2 separate regions of the Mus musculus genome follow, and region 1 is linked to region 2. The links are chromatin contacts, called in public Hi-C maps. All regions are on one chromosome and are shown on one strand. The core of a region is the stretch at or near the end of the contact, and the rest is flanking DNA. Distances in the headings are between cores, read along the strand shown.

Evidence for each region. A called contact is a pair of places that touch in the nucleus more often than the background predicts.
Region 1: a Hi-C map of adipose-derived mesenchymal stem cells shows a contact between it and region 2, with 5 times the contacts expected there. The contact joins the enhancer-like site here to the promoter of Epha7 in region 2. A contact is called at or near these places in 6 of 39 promoter capture datasets (the 3T3-L1 cell line, cranial neural crest, frontonasal cranial neural crest and 3 more), 24 of 484 Hi-C or Micro-C datasets (adipose-derived mesenchymal stem cells, brain, cardiomyocytes and 13 more) and 4 of 115 datasets of contacts at active chromatin or transcription factors (astrocytes, embryonic forebrain, embryonic hindbrain and 1 more).

The regions. Positions count from the first base shown.
Region 1 is chr4:31,938,951-31,944,182 of GRCm38.p6, reverse strand. No RefSeq gene overlaps it. Among named protein-coding and RNA genes, the nearest start is that of Map3k7, 23 kb to the left of the region's middle. Within about 2 kb of position 2,517, at least 42 of the 459 cell types and tissues checked have an H3K27ac peak or open chromatin away from gene starts, as enhancers often do. A contact at or near this core is called in adipose-derived mesenchymal stem cells and neural progenitor cells, where this site is marked.
Region 2 is chr4:28,810,929-28,815,977 of GRCm38.p6, reverse strand. Epha7 (Eph receptor A7) reads right to left here and starts at 2,847. Exons shown (of 17, transcript NM_010141.4): 1 at 2,498-2,847. The coding sequence starts at 2,594.

The sequences.
Region 1 (5,232 bases), core at 1,268-3,767, 3.1 Mb before region 2:
TTGGATGGATCACAGGGCCCCCAATGGAGGAGCTAGAGAAAGTACCCAAGGAGCTAAAGGGAACTGCAACCCTATAGGTGGAACAACATTATGAACTAACCAGTACCCCAGAGCTCTTGACTCTAGCTGCATATGTATCAAAAGATGGCCTAGTCGGCCATCACTGGAAAGAGAGGCCCATTGGACTTGCAAACTTTATATGACCCAGTACAGGGGAATGCCAGGGCCAAAAAGTGGGAGTGGGTGGGTAGGGGATTGGGGGGGAGGGCATGGGGGACTTTTGGGATAGCATTGGAAATGTAAATGAGGAAAATACCTAATTAAAAAAAAAAAAAGATGTTCCTCAGATGTAGCTCCAAGTTGCTTGGCTCATCAACCCTCCTGTCCCAGCCTTCTGGTGGGTACCTGCCCTTACATGTAGGTGTTTGTGTAATTATTGTGCAATTTTTTTCCTAAATTAGTTATCGTTTTCTTTGTTCTTCAGAATTCACATCACTATCAAAAGGTCAATATTTTACATATACTTTACATGTAATATCATATATTTAGTCTATGTACCAAATGCTTTCACAGTATAAGTGTGCCCATCCCAGTGGATCTGCCGTGCTCTTTCTTAGTTACCCCTCCCATAGTCTCCAGAGCCTAGGGTGGTCCTGATTTTTATTCTGTTTGTTTCTTCCGACTAGTGTCAAGCTGATGATTTATACTAGTTGATGAACTTTGAACTAATCTTCCTTCAGCACTTATCTGTTCTTCTTATTATTCATGCAGAAACAAAAAAATCCGCTTCAGAAATTGAAACTCAGAACTTAATTTGGCATGAGACAGCCAGTCTCAGCACAGCCAGTCATTTTAAGTTAGGATGTTATGTTATCTAACTCAGTTAGGATGTTATGTTATCTAACTCAGTTAGGATGTTAGGTCATCTAACTCAGTTAGGATGTTAGGTTCTCTAACTCAGGATGTTTTGTTCTCTAACTCAGTTAGGATGTTAGGTTATCGAAATCAGTTAGGATGTTATGTTATCTAACTCAGTTTCTCTGGTTACACCAGGTACAGAATGAAAATAGGATGGTATCTAGGGCCCAATAATAGAAACAAGGCAAGATTTCCCTGATTATTACCTCTTTTGACTCCTCCAAGATCATCCTTAGAAATCTTACCAGTGCTTTGAGAACCTCTCTGTATTCTTTTTTTGTTTTGTTTTGCTTTAGGGGCAGGGTATCTCTTTGTAGCCCTGGCTGTCCTGAAACTCACTATGTAGACCAGGCTGGCCTTGAACTCAGAAATCTGCCTGCCTCTGCCTCCCAAGTGCTTTGATTAAAGGCATGCACCATTGCCCAGCTCTCTCCGTATTATTATATGAATCTATTTATTTAAATATAAATTATTTTTAGTCTTTTTTTCTGTTTCTCTTTTATTGTAAACAGTCTCTCTCTCTCTCTCTCTCTCTCTCTCTCTCTCTCTCTCTCTCTCTCTCCCTGTCTCTCTCTCATAATATATCCTGATTACAGTTTTCTCTCCTCTACTCCTTCCAGTGTCTCCCTAGCTTCCCCAATCCAGATCCACCCCCCCACTTCTTTCTCTCATTAGAAAGAGAACAGATTTCTAAGGGATAACAATAAAATAATAATAATAATAATAATAATAATAATAATAATAATGGAAACCCTAACACATCAGAATAGGACAAATAGGACAAAACAAACAGAAAGAAAAGATCCTAAGATAAGGCACAAGAAACAGTCATAGATGCAGAGATCACCCATTTGCATACTCAGGAATCCTATAAGGACACTAAACTGAAAGCCATAATATATATATATATATGCAAAGGGAAAAGAATATATGTATATATAAATAACATATAAATAAGAGTAAGAAGACTAGAATTTAAAAAGAAATAGGAGAATCCCATTGTGATACGAGGAACCTCCAAAGATGGTATCGAGTTCTCTTTCTATTGGCCATCTATTGCTGGGCATGTAGCCTACCCTTTAAGAGTAGTCTGGTTCCCCAGAGAAACTCTGTGAGTTCATATGTGTACCAGTGCAGTTGATTTAGAAAGCCTTGTCTTCTTGGAGTCCTCCATTCCTTCTGGCTCTCATATCCTTTTTTGCCTTCTTTTCTGAATGGCTCCCTGATCCCTGAGGGGAGGGATTTGATGGAGCCACGCCATTAGGACCGAGTGTTCCAAGCTCTCTCACTCTCTGCACATTGTCTGGCTGTGGATCTCTGTGTTTGTTCCCATCTGCCGCAGGAGGAAGCTGCTCTGGCGATGGGTGAGCAAGGCACTGATCTTATGAACTGACCTTGTTAACACAGCCCAAATCACCCCTCTGCACTGGCCCTGTCTCAGTACAGTTCAATGGGTTTAACTGTTGCTTTCAAAGTCTCTGTCTGAAGATGAGTAATTTTCCTGGAGTGTCTTTGGTCTCTTTTATAAATAGAACTTTGGTGGTTGAGTTTCACTTGTGTTGTAGACATGCTCAGACATGTCTGGGTCTTCTGTGTCTGCAGCTTGGCTTGTTTTTATTCTTATGACAACTTACTCTCCACTACTAACCCACTGATATGAGTCATCTGTTTTATCTAGCCCTGATTCTTCCAATAAGAAAATTACAAGTTATTTAATTGGACGAAATTTTAACTGGAAATTTCATGTATGCATTTCAGTATGCACTTCAATGTATTAAACATAGACATATAAAATGCCTTTGTACACTGAATTTGAAATCTTCTAAACCATGTTATTAGGTATGGTTTTTAGAATAATGTTGACTTGGAATTCATGGCCAATCAAAAGTTTAGCTTCACTTATGTTTGTGGTTTTATTTGAGGAATAGTGTTTATGTATATATGTGCATAACTGATTATATTTTATCCTTATTTGAAAAAAAAAACTCAGAAAAGTAAAAAGAACCAATAAGATAAAAATACTTAACTGTCTTAATAATATCCTAACAATGGAATTTGGGCAAGACTAAAATAAACTGAGAATATTGTCACTTTCAAAGGTTCTTTTGACTTCGGCAGCTTGTCTGCTGAGGTATACTGAAAGAAAGAAAAAAGTGCTTGTATGTAAGATGTTTCAGAAATATTCCACTCAAGACTCTGAAGTATGATGAAAGATAGAATGACATTTTGTAGCTCTTTGAAGAGAAAACCCAGTGTTTAAATGACTTATAATTTTCTTATTTCTATTTATCATAATTTGCAATGACATGTGAAATATTAACCCTGTGTAGGTTTATCCTAACCTTGGAGGCTCCTCTAGGTTTCTTGTAACCACTTTTCTATAAGAAGCTTCAAAAATGACTGGACTGTAAGAGTTGTCAGTAAATGTGTTGAATGAAGGAAAGCAATGAACTTGGGTGAGTGTTCAAAGAAAAGCTGTCCAGGAGCATGTGAGGCGAGGCAGGTATATTTTACATATTGATGGAGGTAGCCAAATGTTCTTCAAAATAATGCAATGCATTTTTTTCTTGTTGAACTAGAATACCTAAAACTATATGTAGGTTTATTTTATTTCTTGTGAAAGAGTTAATTTAGGGCTATTGCAAAGGTGTCCGATTATTTATATTTTAAACAGTTGAGAAGAAAATGTGTTGAGAAATGTTGCATTAAAGTTTTGTAAAACAAACAAGCAACCAGACAAAGGCCCATAAAGTTGATGGTTTGTTTTCTCTTGGGAAGTAACATAAAACTAAAACATTTGTAAACATTGCCTGGACAGAAACTTTAGGGAATATATTTTAGATAAAGGAAAGAACAAATATATAAATAATAGAAAAAAATCCAAATACTGAATAATACAAATGAGGTTAAATGAATATTGTACACCTGTACTTGGAGTACTATGGAGTCTTACAAGGAATGAAGCATCAGAAAGATGTCCTCTTGTAATTAAGAAAAGCACATATCTATCCTGTTTTCTTGAAGTCTCAGTGTTTGTATATGCACACGTGTTTTTGAGCAAGAAAAATACAGAGAAAACTTGGGAGATACAAACCCAAATGCAACCGTGCTCCCTCCAGAAGTGAATGGACTGGGCTTCTTAGATAGGGAGTCTTTACTTAATACATTTTTTTTTAAAAGGAAGAAAAGACACATTATATGGGAACATGGTGAGTCACTTGGCAAGCACATAGTTAATAAGTTTGCAGGAAGTTTCCAGATTTTTTTTTTTGAGTAATCCTTTGTTAGACTATAAACTAGGTTAGGCTAAGTTGGTGATTTCTGATCTTGCAGTAGCCATGGACTCTGTAGTTTGCATAGGGGCTCAGGTAGAATTCCTGTACGTGGAGATGATGAAAGCAAAGCGCTCGCTGAGAGAGGAGTGAGGGGGTTTCTCTGCCTTCCCTTTTCTTAATCTTCTCACAGCTCCTAGGGCTCTGAACAACACAGTTTGAAATACACTGGTCTCTTCCTGGGATGCCTTTGATTTAGTCCTTCCTGAAGGTCAGAGGAATATACCAGTTCTGTGATTTTAAAATACAGAGAATAAAGAATGCCTAGAGGTAACCCCTGAGTTCCACCTTGTCTTGCAGAAGACATTTGGATAGGAATCACTCACAGCGTGCTAGATGTTTCTGGCTGCACAATAGAGCGAGGGTGGCTTTTGGCTGGCACTCCTTAGCTTTGGAGTCCTCGCCCTTTCACTCTGAAGGTTCAGGCATAGGATCTGCACCCTCTGTATGGCTAGACAACTAGACCTCTTGTTAAGGCAATACCTGTAAGTCCTGTAAACCGTTGCGCCACCTCTCTTAGTTATAACTAGACAAGCAGCTTTTAAAAGTAAAGTTGCTTTGTATTTAGTTTAAGAATATGCCTTTTCCAGATGCAAGCAACTGATCAAAGGACCTGCATTTTCTTCAAGACTTAAATATTTAATAGTGGAATCTGTCAGGAATCATTCTTTTAGGACATGGACACAATCTCATACTCACAGTTTTAGGCAAACACTCGAATTTTCAGATGATCTACTCCATTAGACCATTTCTCGGTGCTACATACATGTTTGACTTGTTATAATTTTTAAAGTTTTGATATATGCATACTAGTGTGTTTAAAATAACTGAAAAAATACTACTATCCACATAAATAAAATTTCTACCTGTCCTTTGGGTGGCTTAATTGCTCTCTCCTCTCTCTTCTTTCTCTCCTTTCTCTCCTCTCTTCTCTCCAGAAAGGGGGTGGGGGGGAGAAAAAACCCCATAATGTCGAGGAAGA
Region 2 (5,049 bases), core at 1,598-4,097:
AATTCAAGTCACAGAACTCTCTTTTGGAATTTATTGTGGGGGATGGGGAGCTTTTATATTGACAACAACCAGTGGATTTTAAACCTACATGACCTTTTGGGGTTAGTCTTAAGAATGAAATGAACCCTGAGATTATCCTCTCCTGCTATGCCTTTCCCCTCGGCTACCTGCTGGCCGGCAACTTAGCAAAGAAACCGGCAAATCAAGAGGAAGTAGAAGGTGGCCACCGAGCTGGCGAGGCTTTCGGAAGCTCTGGAGTGCTGAATGCAATCGCCCCGTGACCGTCTTCCCTCTGGACTGCCGTACCGAGTCAGCCTCACTGCGCGCCCCGGAGAAGGCACAGGGCAGCTGGCCGCTACCGGGAGTCCAGAGCCGCGGCTCTGCGGTGAGCCTGGAGGCTCCAGCGCTGCCCGAGCATCAGGGCGGGGCGGGGCGGGGCGGGGCAGCCAGACGGCTGCGCCCGCCAACCTAGCGTCCATTACACTTCCAGACCTGGGACTCCAGGGAGCGGGTGGCGCCCAGCCTGGGCAGGAGTCGCGAGGAACAGACGGGCTTTCGGGAAGCGCCTCCTCTGAGGGCGCGGCGGCGGTTGTACTGTCGGGATGGAGAGCAGCGGCCGCAATTAGCCTCAGCGTTCCCGGGCCACTCCTGCCGCGCTAGGGAACCGGGAAAGGGGACCCGGGAGGTTGGTCGCCACCCCAGCTGCCCTAGAGGCCGCGCACCTGCTCGCGGCGCTGCTGGCCAAGCTCCTTGGGTGCCGTGATGCCCCGGGCCACCTCCGGGTAGCAGCGCTCAGGGAACGCCACCGCCTGATTGCGCGCCGGAGCGCCCCGAGCGTCGCCACCGAGAAGTCGGGCGCGTTCCCTACCACCTGCCTCTTAAACATCTTGTCTGCATCTAAAGAACTCAGGCTCCGAGAATCAGAACCCTCTCCACGTAGCACCGGAGGAGGAGAGCAAGAGAGGCCTGCTGGCTGCAGGCACCTCTCCCCCTAGTGATGCAGTTATTTATAGCTCAAACTCCTGCTGGAGTCTGCCAGAGCTCGCGCGCGCCGCTTCGCCGTGCGGGGCAAACTTTTCCTTAGATCCCGCTATTCCGGAGGAATCGGGACAAGGTGGCAGGGTGTCGGTTTCTGGTCACCAAAGTCAAGAGGCTTGAAATGTATGTTTGATGTGTGTGTGTGTGTGTGTGTGTGTGTGTGTGTGTGTGTGTGTATGTGTGTGTGTAGCAGATGCTGGTCCACCTGCAGACATAACCATCAGCTCAGAGGCACGTTTTTCTCTCAATGGATTCAGCGTCAACACAGACTGCAGATGTGCAAAGTGGGGCCAGAAGGTCAGGCTGTTCCAAAGTAGGGTACTGTACCGGGTTGGGGATGTTGAGTTAACGAAGAAGGGTGGACGAAGAGAATAAAGAAAAGCCGCGTGAAATCTTAAGTTTTAGGAATAAAAGAATCGAGGACCAGTATGCCCCCTCCCTTTAGTACTGCTATGACCTAAATCTAACAGATCTCTCGCCCTCCACACCCCCGAACAGGCTTCTAAAGTATCCAAGAAATCAACCTTAGAAACGCAAGCTTGTCAGATGAGGTACCGGTATTGTGACACTGCTTAGCAGCAAGACACTTCCTTTGACAGGATTTATTTTTCCCCAGCTCCAACTACAGGCACCAAAAGGTATTTTACCTTTTGCCAATGGTTCAAAGGAGACGCAGGGAAAAATACCCACGTACAGGCGTATCCTGTGGTCAAAAGAAGCCTCCCCTCGCGTACCAGAACTCGTCCCCAGAGGCCAGGACTGGCTACTTGGACTCCCGGAGTACCGGACCTGGGCCAAGTGACGGGAGACTTCTCACTCGGTGGCCTCTCCGTGCAAACTGCCGGCTGCGGCCAGTCCTCCCGGCGGCGGGTCGAGCCCGAGCCCCGCGCGCTGCCTCCCCTCGCGGCCGCATTGTTTCGAGCGGCAGCCGAGCGCCCACCGCAGGCCCGCGCCGCTGCCGCCGCCGCCGCCGCCGCCGCCGCAGTGAGCGAGTCGGCGGGAGCCCGAGCGCTCGCAGCCACGGAAGTCTCGGCTCCTCCGGGGAGGCTGGGGGCGACGCGGAGCTCCACTCCCCAGGTTTCGAACCAACTCTCACTGTGGCGTCCACGGCAGGCCGACCGCAAGAGAAGGAGCAAACGCGGCGGTTGGAGCTGAAGACCCGAGATGCCGGATGCAAAGGAGCTCGCTCGCCCTTCAGCCTCGCCACCATGGCCCCCCGAGCTGCCCGGCTGCAGAGCGCGCGCCAGTCCCCGGCCACCCCTTGGAGCTCCGGGGCCCCGACTAGTCCCGGCCGGTCGCCTCTGGTCGATTGGAACTGAGGGCGGGGAGGGGGCGGGGGGTCGAGGGAGGGTCGCCCGGCGCCGGAGGCGCGGCGGCCAGCGCCGCGGACCCGTCGGCTCGTGCAGGTAGACAGCGAAATAAATAAGTCAGAACAAACTTTGCTTTCCTCTGGCCTTACCTTCCTTCGCAGCCTGCGCCTCCCCCGTGTGTGCAAAGCCAAGCAGCCAGATGTAACACAAAATAATCCACGAAGGGAACCGAGTTTGAACAACCATGGTGCATGAGCAGGTTTGATTTTTTTAGGCTGCAGTTGGGTCGCAGCTCTTTAGATGCTGTTTGCTCCGAAGTGGGTTATTATTGTTGTTATTATTGCGCTCCTCGCATCGATCCCCTTCTGGGTCCCAGGCCGTCTGCTCCACGCTTAGCTGTTTGATTTCTCTCTCCCCCCTCCGGTTCGTTCGCACCGTGTTTGCTGCCTGCAAGTCTCCGACTGCAGACCGGCCGCTTGCTCCACACTCCAATAATATCAATTAGGGGGGAGGAGGCGGGGCTACGAACCCAGAGCCTCCGCCACTCCGACTGAGTGGCAGCCGCAGCCCGCCTGCTAGGCGGCGATTCCCACGGCCGGGGGGCGGGTCCCTACGAAGTGGCCGCCTCTACCTTGGAGGCGGGGTCCTGAGCAGGAGCCAATCAACGCCGAGCGGAGTCGGGTTGCGAGTCCAGGATTCCCTCCCAGATCGGTTGCCGGGAAAGCGGGGACGAGCCGCGTTAGGCCAGCGGCGTGCAGTCGGGAGCACTTGGCTTTTAGCTACTGCAGCTTCACTGAGCTGAATAAACCCGAGAATAACTCTCCCGTCTTACACTCCTGTATATAGCAGTGCTGCTCAACGTCTTCTAGACGGCATAGGCGAAACAAGCCTTCCCTCAACTACCAATCACCGACCCCGACCCGGACAGTGAAACTGAGCTATGCTTTTAGAACGCCTTTTACTTTTTTGTTAGCAGCCTCAGCAGGTCGGATAACTTTGGTTTTCTGCCTTTTTTCTTTCTTTCTTTTCTTTTCCTCTCTTTTGTTTTCAAAAGTTTGAACTTCTGTTCTGTAACTCGAGAGGCATGTTTAACTACTACTCCCCTATCTCTGGAAAAATAAAATTAATCAAAAGTGCCCCCCGCCCCCCAAAAGAAAACCTTTCAATGTTTGCCTGAGTTCACAACAACCTATGACAAAAGAAACAGGGAAAGTGGGGCTGGAGAAAGGAAGTCTTTTGTTTTATGCTCGCCTCTTCTCTCCTTCTATCTTCAGTTTCTTCTCAGGCAAAATAGGACCTTAGAAAACGTTTCTTGTCGTTTTTACTTACATGCTTCTCATTTTCTGGGGTCTTTCATAGGTTGCTCTACTTGAATTGTTTCCCATTTCGCTGTGTAAATAACATTCAGTTCTAAAGAAAGCCGCCAGGTACTAAATTCACATAGCCATTCCTTCTACTTGGGCAAACATTTACTATTTTCTGTAGTTAGTCCATAATTATTCTGTAATTATCTTTCTAAAAAAAGCTAAGACTAAAAATGTAACCAACATTTCCACTTGAATTCACCCAATCCTAGCTACAAGAAAAAAGTGTGTGGAGAAATCTGTTTTCCATTAGGCAGTTTTGCACACTTTGCAAGCAAGAGGTGGTTGACATTGTAAAATGAAAATCTTAAAAATGTAATGGCCAAATCATCTATGTCAAGGGTCACACTGAGTAGATAAGTACGTCATATTTTAAGATGGATTTTCCTTTTATTGTTCTATATTTTTAAAGAAAAGGAAAGAAAAATAAACACTCATTGATGATCAGCCTTTATTTCTGATGGACAAAAAGTTCAACCTCGGACTTCCTGGTTGACCTCTGGAAATGTGTGCTGGTTTCTCTCTGATATGTACAGGAGGGATAGTGTAGATAAAAAGAGATTACAGCCCCCAGATTCTTTTCTATTTTTACGGTTTTCTTCTGTTGTTTAACTTGCCTAATATAATTATACCAAAGAAAGAAATGAAGTTTTCCTTCTTTTCCAATCACGTCGCTTCTGTAGTTTATGTATTAAATTTTACGTATTGCTAGACATTAGGTCTATTGAATATTTTAGAAATTATGCTTAAAAGTCTCTTAAGTGCCCTTTAAAGATGCATAAGAAATGGAAAAGGCTTCATAGATTAATCTTGGAAGGAGACAAAACAATATAGGCAAAGCACACTGGTTACAGAGAACACGAAGCCTTATTAACCCAAACAGATGCAATCAGGGTAAAAGTTGGAAGCTCAAAGTCAGAATTAAAAATATAAATCACTCTTTAAGCTTTAAAAACTCACAAAATCACAAGATGATATGTATTAAACAATTTCTAATCGTCAAAATAAATTTTCCAAGGTTTCGACATTTTCTCTGAGGTCTCAACATCCTAGATTGCCACCAAGATAGCTTCAACGGTTTAAAATACCCCTTTCATCTACTGAAGGACTCCTACTTGGTGATAGGAATACAAATACTTCCCCCATTTAACCAGGAGGCTTCAGAGAATGTACTGTTTCTTCCCCTGAGGAGGGTAAGTAGTGTGGAGACTCCTGCTAGTGTGTGCTACTTCTCCCATCAGACACAGGCACAATTAGAGCCACACCCTTTTTATTTATTTATTTATTTAAGATGTAAGTTCCAAATTAGCTGCTCTTGTGCTGGGCTGCTGACATTC